Regions from separate parts of the Mus musculus genome. Here region 2 is linked to region 1. Evidence: chromatin contacts called from public Hi-C data. All regions are on one chromosome and are shown on one strand. Each heading gives the region's core, a stretch centred on a gene start, on an enhancer-like site or on the middle of the called end of the contact. The rest is flanking DNA. Distances are from core to core; before and after follow the strand shown. Region 1 overlaps Npas2 (neuronal PAS domain protein 2). Region 2 has its middle 15 kb from the start of Gm24826.

Region 1 (5,450 bases), core at 2,329-4,828:
AGTTCAACATTACTTCATGAAGGAGTTAGGAATTAAAGGCTTATAGCATAATTTAATAAAGGTCTGTATGGAAACCCTACAGCCCACATTATGCTGTATAAGACGAATGGAAAGGATTTCCCCTCAAATAAGAAATGAGACAAGGGTTAAAACTCTCATTCAGCCAAGTGTTTGAAGTCCTGCTGGGGAAATAAGAAAGAAATTAAAGGGATATAAGTAGGAAAATTGAAGTGAAATTATCCCAATGTGCGGGTGATGCAGCCATTTGATTTGAAGATTCTACCAGAAAACTCTTGGCTCTCAGAAATATGGTCAGCAAAGTAAGAGACACAAAATCATCAAAAAAAAAAAAAAAAAAAAAAAAAAAAAAAAAGAAAAAGAAAAAGAAAAAAGAAAGATGAGCACTTTTTCTACATGCAAAAAAATGTGTTTGTCAAGAAAGAAATCAGAGAGGAACCCCATTCATAACTTTAAAATGCTTACATAAAATAATTTCAAATCATTAAAAGTGACTAGTGATGAAACTAATCAAGAAGCTGAGAGACGTCTACAATGGAAATTTTAAGACACTGAAGAAAGAAGTTCAACATGGTACTAGAAGAAAAGAAAAAAACCTTCCCACACTCATGGGAAAATTTGAAAGTTAGCATTGTTATATTGGCCATATTATCAGAACTGATCTACAGATTCAACACAATCACCATAAAAATTCCAGTGTTGTTCTTAGAAATAGAAAAAATGTCCACAGATTAATATGAGACACAAAAGACCCAAAATAGCCAAAATAGTCCTTACCGGAAGAGCTATCATGGAAGCACCACAAAACCTGACTTCAAATTACACTATAGTGCCAAAGTAACAAAGAACAGCATTTCACTGGCAGAGAAACATGTGGAGCAAAGGAAACACAGGAGACAGATATAAACACACACAACCAAGCCAACTGAGTCTTCAACAAATGTGTCACAAATTAAACACTGGACAAAGGGCAGCATCCTCAAACAACAGTTCTGGCAAAGCTAGATTCTTTTTTTCACAAGTAGAGGAAGGAACTAGATCTATATTCTTCACCTTGAGTAAAATAAATTTAAAACTGATCAAAGATCGTTATTAGGAGCACTGGAACGCTGGATATGGGAGGAAAACATTTAAAGATACAGGCATGAGCAAGTACTGTCTGAAAGGGACCACAGGAAATAACCCCAGAATGGATAAATGGGATCGCATGATCCTAAAAAGTTTCTATGCAGAACCTACTTGGTGGAGTGGACATGAACCAGCAAGAGGGTGTGGATGGAGGACAGGCCGGGAAATTAGAGGACGAATAAGAACACACAGATGTAAGGAGATTTCACAACAAATCCCATTAATTCATATGCTAACTAAAAAAAAAATTGAAACAAAAATAGAATTTCTGTATGATCCAGGCATTCCACTTCTGGTTATATATTCAAAAGAAGTAAATGTATGTGCTCAAATAGATATTTGCATACCCATAGAAATATCATTCACAATAATAGCCAGAAGGCAGAATGAAGTCAAGGGTCCACTGATGAACACACCCATACAATGGAACACAGCACCACCTAGCACTGACACAAGCTAGGAGGGAAACCTGAAGACACTAAAGGGCAAACACTGTACAAGGTGCTCAAATAGCCAAAGTCACGGAAAGGCAGAGAGAGGGATGGTGACTTTCAGGAGCTGTTGGGGGAGGGGCTGGAGCTAGGGTACGCTTTCAGTCTAGGGAGATGAGGAGCTCTGGAAATGGAAGGTTGGGGAACACCTCAGATGCACTGGATGCAGCTGTACTGTGTACTTCAATGGTTATGATGGCAGATGTTATATATTATGTGTTATATAACAAATGTTACATTATGTATATTTTATTACAATAGCAGTAATAACACAATAAGATGTTGACCATGGTCCATTATCAAGAAACTATGGATGGTGTGATGGCTTGTATATGCTTGGCCCAGGGGGTACACTATTAGAAGGTGTGGCCTTGTTGGAGTAGGTGTGTCACTGTGGGTGTGGACTTTAAGACCCTCATCCTATCTGCACCATGCCTGTCTGGATGCTGCCATGTTCCCACCTTGATGATAATGGACTGAACCTCTGAACCTGTAAGCCAGCCCCAATTAAATGTTGTCCTTAAAATACTTGCATTGGTCATGGTGTCTGTTCACAGCAGTAAGACCCTAACTAAGACAGATGGTCTTTATGGGAAGGTCTGGAAGAACAGGGTAATGTTCAAAGACATTATAGCGAATTCCCTTCTGGGTTTGTGTTTTAGTGATGGCATTTCCCTGTATGAGGTCATCTGTAACAGGCTTTGGGGCTTCCAGACTTTCCCTACAGAGACCTCTGTGTGTATATGAGAGACAGCTCTTGATATCCTCTGGAGAACAGAGCTGTTAGGTCATGTCTGGAAGAGACAGTAGCATAGCAATGATTGGTTTGACCAAAAATAGCAGTTACAGCTGCTGGTGGGGAAAATATTGTGGGTTTTGCCTCATTCCTAGCAGGATTAAGCATCTCTGGAAACTGAGGTAACAAGCATCTTTCTTTCCACTTACTTGGAACATTTAGGAAGAACAAGCAAAATTCAAAACCAAAATCCAAACCCGCCTGCCTAATTGAGAACAGAAGCAGGGGATTTTAAAGATGGCTTCCCACAGGATCCATGACTGTGCGCGTTCTCAAACAGGGGCAAAGCGAGGAGGCCAAGTATTAATAGGACAGAGACAACAGAAAGGAGACCCCTTTCAGCCTAGAGATAACTTAGGCTAACAAGTTGTCTTGAAGATCCAGAACCAAGGGGTTTTGTGCTCTGGAGCCATTGAGCCCATGACTCTGCCACAGGTAACGTGTGGCCTTCTGGACCTGATTCTCTTAAAGCCCAGACTCTCCACTGGCTGAAGGGGAGAAAGGAAGCATCCCTAAGCTATAGATTTTTTATTGGGAGAAAAGGGAATCTTCGTAAGTACTCCCACGAGCTTAGGAACTGCTCAGTTATGCTATTACGGACTGCAGCGGGCAGAGAAAGAATTCTCAGGGAGGCTTTGCACAGCATGCTCCGTTAGCTAGCAGTGTCCTGATAAACTCAAACAGTGCTTACACCAAGAAGGATCATGTGATAGCCTCCCTTCTAAAGGCTGGGTGTGGTAGAGAACCCACCGGATATCCCAGCACACTAAGGCCAAGGCCAGAGAATCCTGTCTTGAAAGAGGAGGAAAATAGAAACCCAGAGGCTATTTTTTTAAAGCCTACTTTCTAGCAGCATTTAAATGATTTACCCCATGTCTCCAGTAACCCCGGTGCAATACTAATTAAAGCTGTGCATATCTACCCCTCAGTATGGATAGGAGGAAGAGAGACTGGGGGGAGACTGGGGGATACTCTGGCTTGAGTATGTTCCCCAAAGCCCATGTGTTAGATGGCAACCTAGCTTCCAAGCTCCTTGTTTATGGTATTTTTGGGTGGGGCTTTGGGAAGTAATCAGGACTGGATGAGGTCATTAGGGTGGGGCCCCCATGAGGATAGTAATGGTTTTATAAAAAGAATAGGAGAACTCAGAACACTGCTCTCCCTTCCCCCATGTCATGATGCAGCAAGAAGGATCTCACCAGATGCTGGACAGACGCCAGTACCATCTGCTTAGCCTTCCCATTATCTAGAACCAGGAGGCATAGAAAACCTTCATAGATTACCCAGTTATAACAACAGAAAATGCCCTGGGCCAGAAATGTGGGAGGAGGCTGTATCTTGGAGAGGGGAGGGAGGTCAAATTTGGTGCGTCTCCTGGTCTTGGGTTACAGTGCCAGAGGCATGGGGCAGGGAATCCCAGTGCATTCCATTTGTAAAGAACCAGCTGAAGGGAGCGAGCCCCAAGGAAGACGAAGGGGTCATGTCTATTCGGATGTTAGCTCGGATGAAGGCGTTGGGATCTGTATCTTTTAAAAAGCCCAAGGATGACTACAGCCTGGGAGGTGTCACTCTCTCCCTCAGCTCCTGTTTGGAGTGTGGAAGAGTAGAGGTCAGGTTTTTATCTATTTACATGAACATCAGTGAAAGGAAAGCACAGGGAAAGCCCCTCTGAAGGCTTGATCCTGCTTTTTGTAGAACATCCACAGTGAACCCGAAAGCTTGGAGTACTATTGTCAGAAACATCAGCTCCTGGAGCATCATTTTAAGAAAATGAAAGGGCCAGGCTCAGACCACTCCACCCAGGTGTCCGCCCCATTCCCACCTACTTGACTTGCCGTCCAGTTCTGCTGACTTCTGAGGGCTGCCTGGCATCGCAGGACCCAGGCATCATAGGCTGGATGGGCTGGCTCAGCAACAGCCTTTGAGAGAGAGAGAGAGAGAGAGAGAGAGAGAGAGAGAGAGAGAGAGAGAGAGAGAGAGAGAGAGAGAGAGATCAAGACATTGTAGTCAGGACTTGAGATGGCCAGTTCTCACTGTCACCTTGACACAGTCTGGAATCACCTGGAAGATAGTCTCAGTGAGGGATTGTCTATACTGTGTTGTGTGTTGGCCTATGGGCATATGAGAGACTGTCTTACTGTGTTGGCCTGTGGGCATATCCTGGGGGAGACTGTCTTAATCACTGCAGGAAGGGCCGGCCCACTGTGGGCAGCACCATTCTCTAGGCAGGGCTCGTGAAATGTGTAAGGGTAGTGTACTCAAGCCGAGCACAAGCGAGGAAAGCGAGCATGCACTTTGCTTTGCTCTTGACTGTGGATGTAATGTGACTCGATATTTGAAGTTCCTGCCTTGACTTTCCCCGCAATAATGAATATTAACCTGAAATTGTAAGCTGAATAAAATGCCGTCTTCACCCAATTTCCTGCTTGTTAGAGGATTTTATTACAGAAACATAAACGAAACTAGAACAGCACCCAAACTGTGCCTCTCAAAGGCAATTGAGCCACACAATGGGTCATGCCCATGACCTTCAGGATCCCAAGGTCTTCCTTGCTACCTCCTCAGCTGAGACCAACTGGGAAGCCTTGGACGTTTGCTGTGCAGAATGGAGAGATGAAGGGAAAGGGCAAGTGACCCCTTCCTGTCCTTTCAACAGCCTAGCATCATACCTGAGCTGCCGATCATGGCCGAAGTCAGGGCTGGGCTGGCACTGGCTGTCATCCTGAGGGGTGGGAGCAATCGTGGTGAGGCTCAGGCCAGGCGGGAGCACGGAAGCTGTACTGCTAAACTGGGATGGCAGGCTGCTCAGTGAACGGCCGCTGGCAGGCAGCAGCTGGGAACTTCTCATTGGCTTTGGACCCTGGAATATCATTTAACATGAGAGAGAGAGAGAGAGAGGGAGAGAGAGAGAGAGGGAGGGAGGGAGGGAAGGAGGGAGGGAGAGAGAGAGAGAGAGAAGAACTCATACCATCTCTCTAGGAAACCTCATAGAATTCCTATCTGCTGACTCTTGCCTC
Region 2 (6,008 bases), core at 2,517-5,016, 150 kb before region 1:
TCTTTGTCTGATTGTTTGGGCTTTTTGAAACAACGTCTCACTTTGCTTTCAAACTCGTATCTCAGTCTCCCAAATACCGAGATTACAGGCCGGTACCACAATGGCTGGCTGCCTTCTATAGCCAATTAACAGACTGGCCAGCTGCAGAAGAAAGAGGGGGACCAAGAGGCCGTGATTCCTGTCTTAATCAAGGGTATTCCTTATAAGTAACAAATCAAATTCAACCAGGATTAAGCAAAAGGGGAGAATTAAGGAGCTCTTGGTGTGCCTTGGAACTCAAAGCTGGACAAAGACAGAGGTCAGGGTGTCCAGAGTATACTGTTGAAGAAAATACCCCAGATTTGTATGAAGGCAGAGCTATGGGAGGGCAGTCCATGGGAGGGCAAGACATGGTTTGTCCTGGCAGGGCCTGCAGGATGGGGGGACAGCAGACCTGGACACTTCTGTGTAGGTCTGGGTCTCTCTCCACCACATGATACAGGGGACGGCTGTCAAGCAGTTAACAACCCACACAGAATGCCATTTTGCAATTTAAAAAATGCTGAAAATCTTATAATCTGCTATCAGAATAAATGTAACAATTACTAATCAAGTTGTAGATGTATAGCTCAGTGGTAGGACGCTTGCCGAGAAGGAATGAGGTCCCCTGGGTTCCATCCTCTGTCGACAGAAATTAAATTAATAAGATTTTACTTTGTTGCCACTTTTCTATTTATATATATTTTTAATTTAAAAACACTTATCCTGTGTGGGTAATGAACGGCACACATGTGGGGGTCAGAGGGCAGCTTTCAAGAAGGTTTCTTCTACTATGTGGGTCACGGGGATCAAAGCTGTCATCAGTCTTGGTGGCATCCTTACCCACTGATCCCACTTCCTAGGCTCCCCCTTCATACTTTGAAGCCAATAAAAACTTCTCAGCCCTGCAAATACGTTTGAGAATCTCTGTAAGATCCAGGATTGCTCTCAGTTCTGAGTCTGCGTCTTTCCTGGAGCCCAGGGCTCCTGAAACCTCGGCTGCTCCATTGTGATCATTTCCTCCGCCAAAGAGCCCCAGTTGAAATCAATCCAGGGATGGTATCTGATGAGCAGCTCTGATAAAGGGTCAGGTAGGAACCCGAGCCGCCTTGGGGACAGCCTACGAATCTCTAAGCAGACACACATTCTCCATTAGAGGCCCTGGAGGAGGCCAACTTCAGCAAAAAAAATCATTAAAAGATGCTGATTCTGCACTCGTCTCTGGTCTGCTGTGCTGGGTTGCTGGGGGAAGCAGGCACGTATAGTTTTCCTCTAAAACAGAACGGAGCAGTAGGCGTGGGACGGTAAGACAACCCCACGCTTAACCTTGAACTGGCCATGAAACATACCATCTAAGACTTTCAAGAGACAGGAAGGAAGGAGCGTCTGAGTGACGGCAGCTGTCTCAAGGTTGCCAAGTGGGATAGGCGTTCAGGGCTTCTTAGGGGTAAATCAGAGTGCAGGGGCCTGGGGCTGAGTGTTACATTCTCCCCAGAAGATTTAACCAATCCCCTGATGTGGGTTTGATAAGTCTGTCTGTCTCTGTCCCTCTGTGTGTTTGTGTGTATTTGTTCGTGTGTACATACATCTCTGTGTGCATGTACCTGTATACTTGTTCATTTGTATGTAGATAGGTATGTGTGTGTGTGTGTGTGTGTGTGTGTGTAGGTCAGTAGTCCAGGGCAAGCATCCTCCTCACTCTTGGCCTTATTGTTTTGAAACTTTTACTATTTTATATGTATGGGTATCTTGCCTGCACATATGTCTGTGTACCATGTATGTGCTTGGGACTGGAAGAAGTCAGAAGGAGGTACCAAAGCCCTTTGAACTGGAGTTAGAATCAGTTGTGAGCTGTCATGTGGGTGCTGGGAACTGAACCCATGTCTTCTGGAAGAGCACCCAGTGATCTTAACTGCTGAGCCATCTCCTTAGCTTTTCCCACATTGTTTTGTTTTTTGGAGACAGCATCTCTGACTACCCCCAAGGCTCATCAGTTTGGCTAGATTGTCTCTCCAGGGAACTTCAGGGGTCTCCTATCTCAGCTTCCCCAGTGCTGAGATTACAGTTGCCGGATGCCCAGTCCGGCTAGGGTGCTCCTGATCTGAACTCAGCCCCTCATGCTGGAACAAGACTTTACCATAAGCCGCCTCTCCAGCACTTGAGTTTGAGAATTTTAACACACTAGGCAGCACTGTGTGTCTAGGCATCTTCCTATGTCTAGCCCCAAGTGGGCTAGGTTTGAACATCTCCTGTAAGGAGGCCCCAGCTGCCGTGGGGAATGGCAAAGGGGTCTAGGCACACAGTGAAAGAACCAGATGGAAGACTGAGAGCATTTTGAAGCCTGATTGAGGGGCTGAAAGAGAGCCCCCATCTGGGACAGCTGCAGTTACCTTCAGCGTTCCCTGACCACCAACTACACAGATGTAAACTGATCCATCTGGAAAGACAAACAGCATTTTAAAATTCAAAATAACGTTTACTTTACAATATTTTCATATTAATGTCAACTTATTTATTTTAATTATATAACTTATTTTTAATTTTAAAATGTATTTTATTTATACATTTACTTTATCTAATTATATATAAATATAAATGTAGTTTATTTAATTAAATTAAAATTAATTTCTTGTGTGTGGATGTTTTACCTTCATGGATGGATGTCTGTGTGCCATGTGCCTGGTGCCTGCTGTAGGCCAGAAGAGGGCGTCAGATATCCTCTTAATGTGAGTCCTCTGGAAGAACAGAAAGTGCTCTTAACCACTGGCCTACCTCTTGGGCCCTTTGAATTTATTTTTCAATTGGTGTAGGATCATTGTACATATCTGGGCTGAGGAGATAATTCAGCACAGAGGGCTTCCCTAATATGCACAAAGTACCACAAAATAGTGAAAAGAAAATTGTACTACTTTCGTGGTTCTTTGGGTAAGTTCACACACACACACACACACACACACACACACGCACACACACACACACGCACAATTTAATGATCAAATAATTTCTGTGTCCCAAAGAAGCATTCAGCAGTTCCGTGTATTAGGAGTCTCTAAATTCTTCGTAGCTTGACATTCAAAGTAACATTTGTATTTTGTCATTGTTGGCTGTCCGGTAACTGGATATGTAGAGCAGGCTGACCCAAGAGACACAGAGATCTGCCTGCCTTGGTCTCCTGAGCGCTGGACATGTGTTTGCCACCACACCTGGCCTGGGTATCCTTTCTAAAGGATGCGCTAACGCTGGTAACGTGCGTTTGAAATGTGCGTTTTTCCCTCCACAGTGGTGGAGCTCAGGCTGGAAAATTGAGCTGCTCTTCTTCTGGGTGTTTATTTGTCGGATTCACAGTCGAACCACCAGGTTTGGGAGGGGGGTGGGCTATGGGCAGTTTCACATCACTAAAGATTCTTGCTATTATTAAACAGAAGAAGTGCGCGCGTGCATGTGTGTGTGTGCCTGTGTGTGTGTGTGTGTGTGTGTGTGTGTGTGTGTGTGTGTGTGTGCACCTCTCCAGAAAGGACTCTTGCAGCAATGCGGGGGAACAGCCTTGAAAAAGGCTTTTTGCTCCATTTTTCTCCAGTCCTGGTCGGCGAGCCTTTGCTAAGGTAAACCAGGAGCATCCAGAGCAAGTCCCAAGCAGTGTAGCTTACAACATCTTCCTTTTTATGCAGGACCCCTTAGGCAACAGGTCTCAGTTCCCCTCTGTCACCACAGACCTGCTGAGTGACTTTGGCGAGCCAGTAGCTACTCTGCGGATGTGGGAAGAAAATCTCTTCTGACATGTCCAGTGTGTTCCGTGCCAGACATGCAGTGTGAGGGCAGGCTTGATGGGACGGCGGATGCTCCCTTGAGTGGGCGGTAACTTCTTGCCAGGAAAGCCCCCATCTGGAAAACACCCCATGTTTCCAACCTTCCGTGAGATCTGAGTGCTCTTTCTCTCTCCTACTTCTCAGAGTATACAAGGAGCTGAGGGAACTGAGGCCCGAGTGCGGAAGTAAAGTCGCCCCACACAGGAACTGGGGCCCAGGGCTCCTTAGTTACCACACAGAATACTCCTCCTTTGTAGGTCCTTTGTCCCTTGATTGTGCACTTGCTGAGAGAAGAGCCGTCAGCACTGAAGGAAACACAGAGCTGGGCCAGAGCCAGAACTTTCAAGGTTTTCAGATGGCATCAGATGGGAAAAGCAAGAGGCTCAGGATGCGTGGGACATGGTTGCTATGTCCATGATTCTTGATGAAACCCCCGGAATGGCAGCCAGGAAGGGTAACCAGAACACAGGCCTGTCCCCAGCACCTGCATGGGTGTGCAGTCAGATGGCACAGTTATAGGACATCGAGGAAAGCAATTTTCCTGTCCCATAAATCCGGGGACAAGTAGGATTCTGGCAGGTATAGGGAGCATAAAGGGCTGAGGGTGGCACAAGCGAACATAGCTCTGAGGAACAGATATACGAAGGTGATAAAGCAAGGGCCTGGGAAGGTGTGCGCAAGACTCTGCCTCCCAGTGTGATCTGAGCACAGAACATGGATCCCAGAAAGTTGTGGGCATGGACAGAGCCGAGCAAGGTGTAGCCTCATTGCTATTTAGGGTGAGAGGTCCAAGCTCTGCCATCTAGGTCGGAGGCTCAAGTAAGCCATGATGAGAGCCACACTGTAAATGATGGTTGAGAGAGGAGAAGGTTGAGATATTGAGTAGGAGAAAAGGACTGGAAAGATGGCACAGTGCCTTAAGTCATGTACTAGCCATGCAGAGGACCTGAGTTCAGTTCCCAGCACCCACACAACTGCCTGCAACTCCAGGGCATCCCATACCTTCCTCTGGAATTCTGAGGCTCCTCAACTTACGCATACCCAGCCCTAGACACATATGCACATAATTAAAAATAAGATAAATCTTTCCAAAAGTCGGGGTAAACAAGTCAGAGGTTAACTGGGTGTCAGTGACGTGATGGAGCATGAAACGCTGAGGTGTAGAGTGAGGTGCTGCTTCTGTGAGGATCTTGGGGTCCAGGAGCAACACTGCCAACAGCCCTGCCAGAATGTCATTTATGAGATGGTCAGGACGAAAAGGCTCCCACGTGCTACTCACTGATTCCAGACAGAATTCAGAACACCTGTCCCAGGAGAATCGGAAATGTCCTTGGCTCTCAATCTAGCCTGTGTCTGGCTCGCCAGCAACATGCTAGGGAAAGTTGAACCTAGAGTATTTTGTGAGGTGGGGGAAGTTTTTGTTTTTCCCTTACATTTTGGCCTATCCTAATGTTAGGGTTTGGGGATCTATTTGGATGACAAAAAAAAAAAAAAAAAAAAAAAGACATTTAGTGACAACCATGGGATACATCTAGATGTTGTTGCTAATTACACATTATCCAGAGGGTGGGTGAAGCCTGACAGTTTGGTCTAACATGATTAAGCAGTGGTTTAAGCTTGTCAGGTGTGGTGGCTCACTCCTGTAATCCCAGCACTTACAAGGCAGATGCAGGCAACCAGGAAGGAGTTCAAGGTCGGCCATAGCTATGGAGCAAGTCTGAGCGTGGTCCCAGTGCCACAACATAAAACAAAACTCTTCATATAGTCAGCCTTCATGTATCCAGTGGGTTTGTGGGGTAACTGCTTTTCTTCTTCCTCTTTGTTAGGCCACTTTGTTATTTCTTTGTTCTTAACATACACAGGGGCCAGGACAAGCAAGATTGGAGAAAGTCAGTTCTGGATACAAGTACTCACTGGCAACAAAATGTAAGAATGGGGATGACCTGGGATAAGGCTTTTGCATGCTCTTCTGCCTGGGAGTTGCTCTGACCTTCGGGTTATCATCAGAGCAGGTGTCATGTGTGCCGTATCTGGTCCCCTGTATCCCATCTCTATCTCATCAGATACTCTTGATCTTTTCCTCTGGGAGCTAACAATATACAAATCAGACCAGAGAGACAGATAGTCCAGGCTGAAAAGATTCTAAGGTTTTCTAACCCACCCAAAGATAACTACTATATAACA

The links. A called contact is a pair of places that touch in the nucleus more often than the background predicts.
Region 2: a Hi-C map of bone marrow-derived macrophages shows a contact between it and region 1, with 42 read pairs. The contact joins two enhancer-like sites. A contact is called at or near these places in 2 of 39 promoter capture datasets (cranial neural crest and neural stem cells), 1 of 15 datasets of contacts at CTCF or cohesin (CD8 T cells), 9 of 484 Hi-C or Micro-C datasets (the 3T3-L1 cell line, CD4 T cells, the HPC-7 cell line and 6 more), 2 of 115 datasets of contacts at active chromatin or transcription factors (both in embryonic stem cells) and 4 of 9 other capture datasets (adipose tissue, embryonic stem cells, liver and 1 more).

The regions. Positions count from the first base shown.
Region 1 is chr1:39,347,334-39,352,783 of GRCm38.p6, reverse strand. Npas2 (neuronal PAS domain protein 2) reads right to left here. Exons shown (of 21, transcript NM_008719.2): 18 at 5,103-5,293; 19 at 4,260-4,352. Among named protein-coding and RNA genes, the nearest start is that of Rpl31, 18 kb to the left of the region's middle. Within about 2 kb of position 3,578, at least 24 of the 459 cell types and tissues checked have an H3K27ac peak or open chromatin away from gene starts, as enhancers often do. A contact at or near this core is called in adipose tissue and bone marrow-derived macrophages, where this site is marked.
Region 2 is chr1:39,501,174-39,507,181 of GRCm38.p6, reverse strand. No RefSeq gene overlaps it. Among named protein-coding and RNA genes, the nearest start is that of Gm24826, 15 kb to the left of the region's middle. Within about 2 kb of position 3,766, at least 74 of the 459 cell types and tissues checked have an H3K27ac peak or open chromatin away from gene starts, as enhancers often do. A contact at or near this core is called in adipose tissue and bone marrow-derived macrophages, where this site is marked.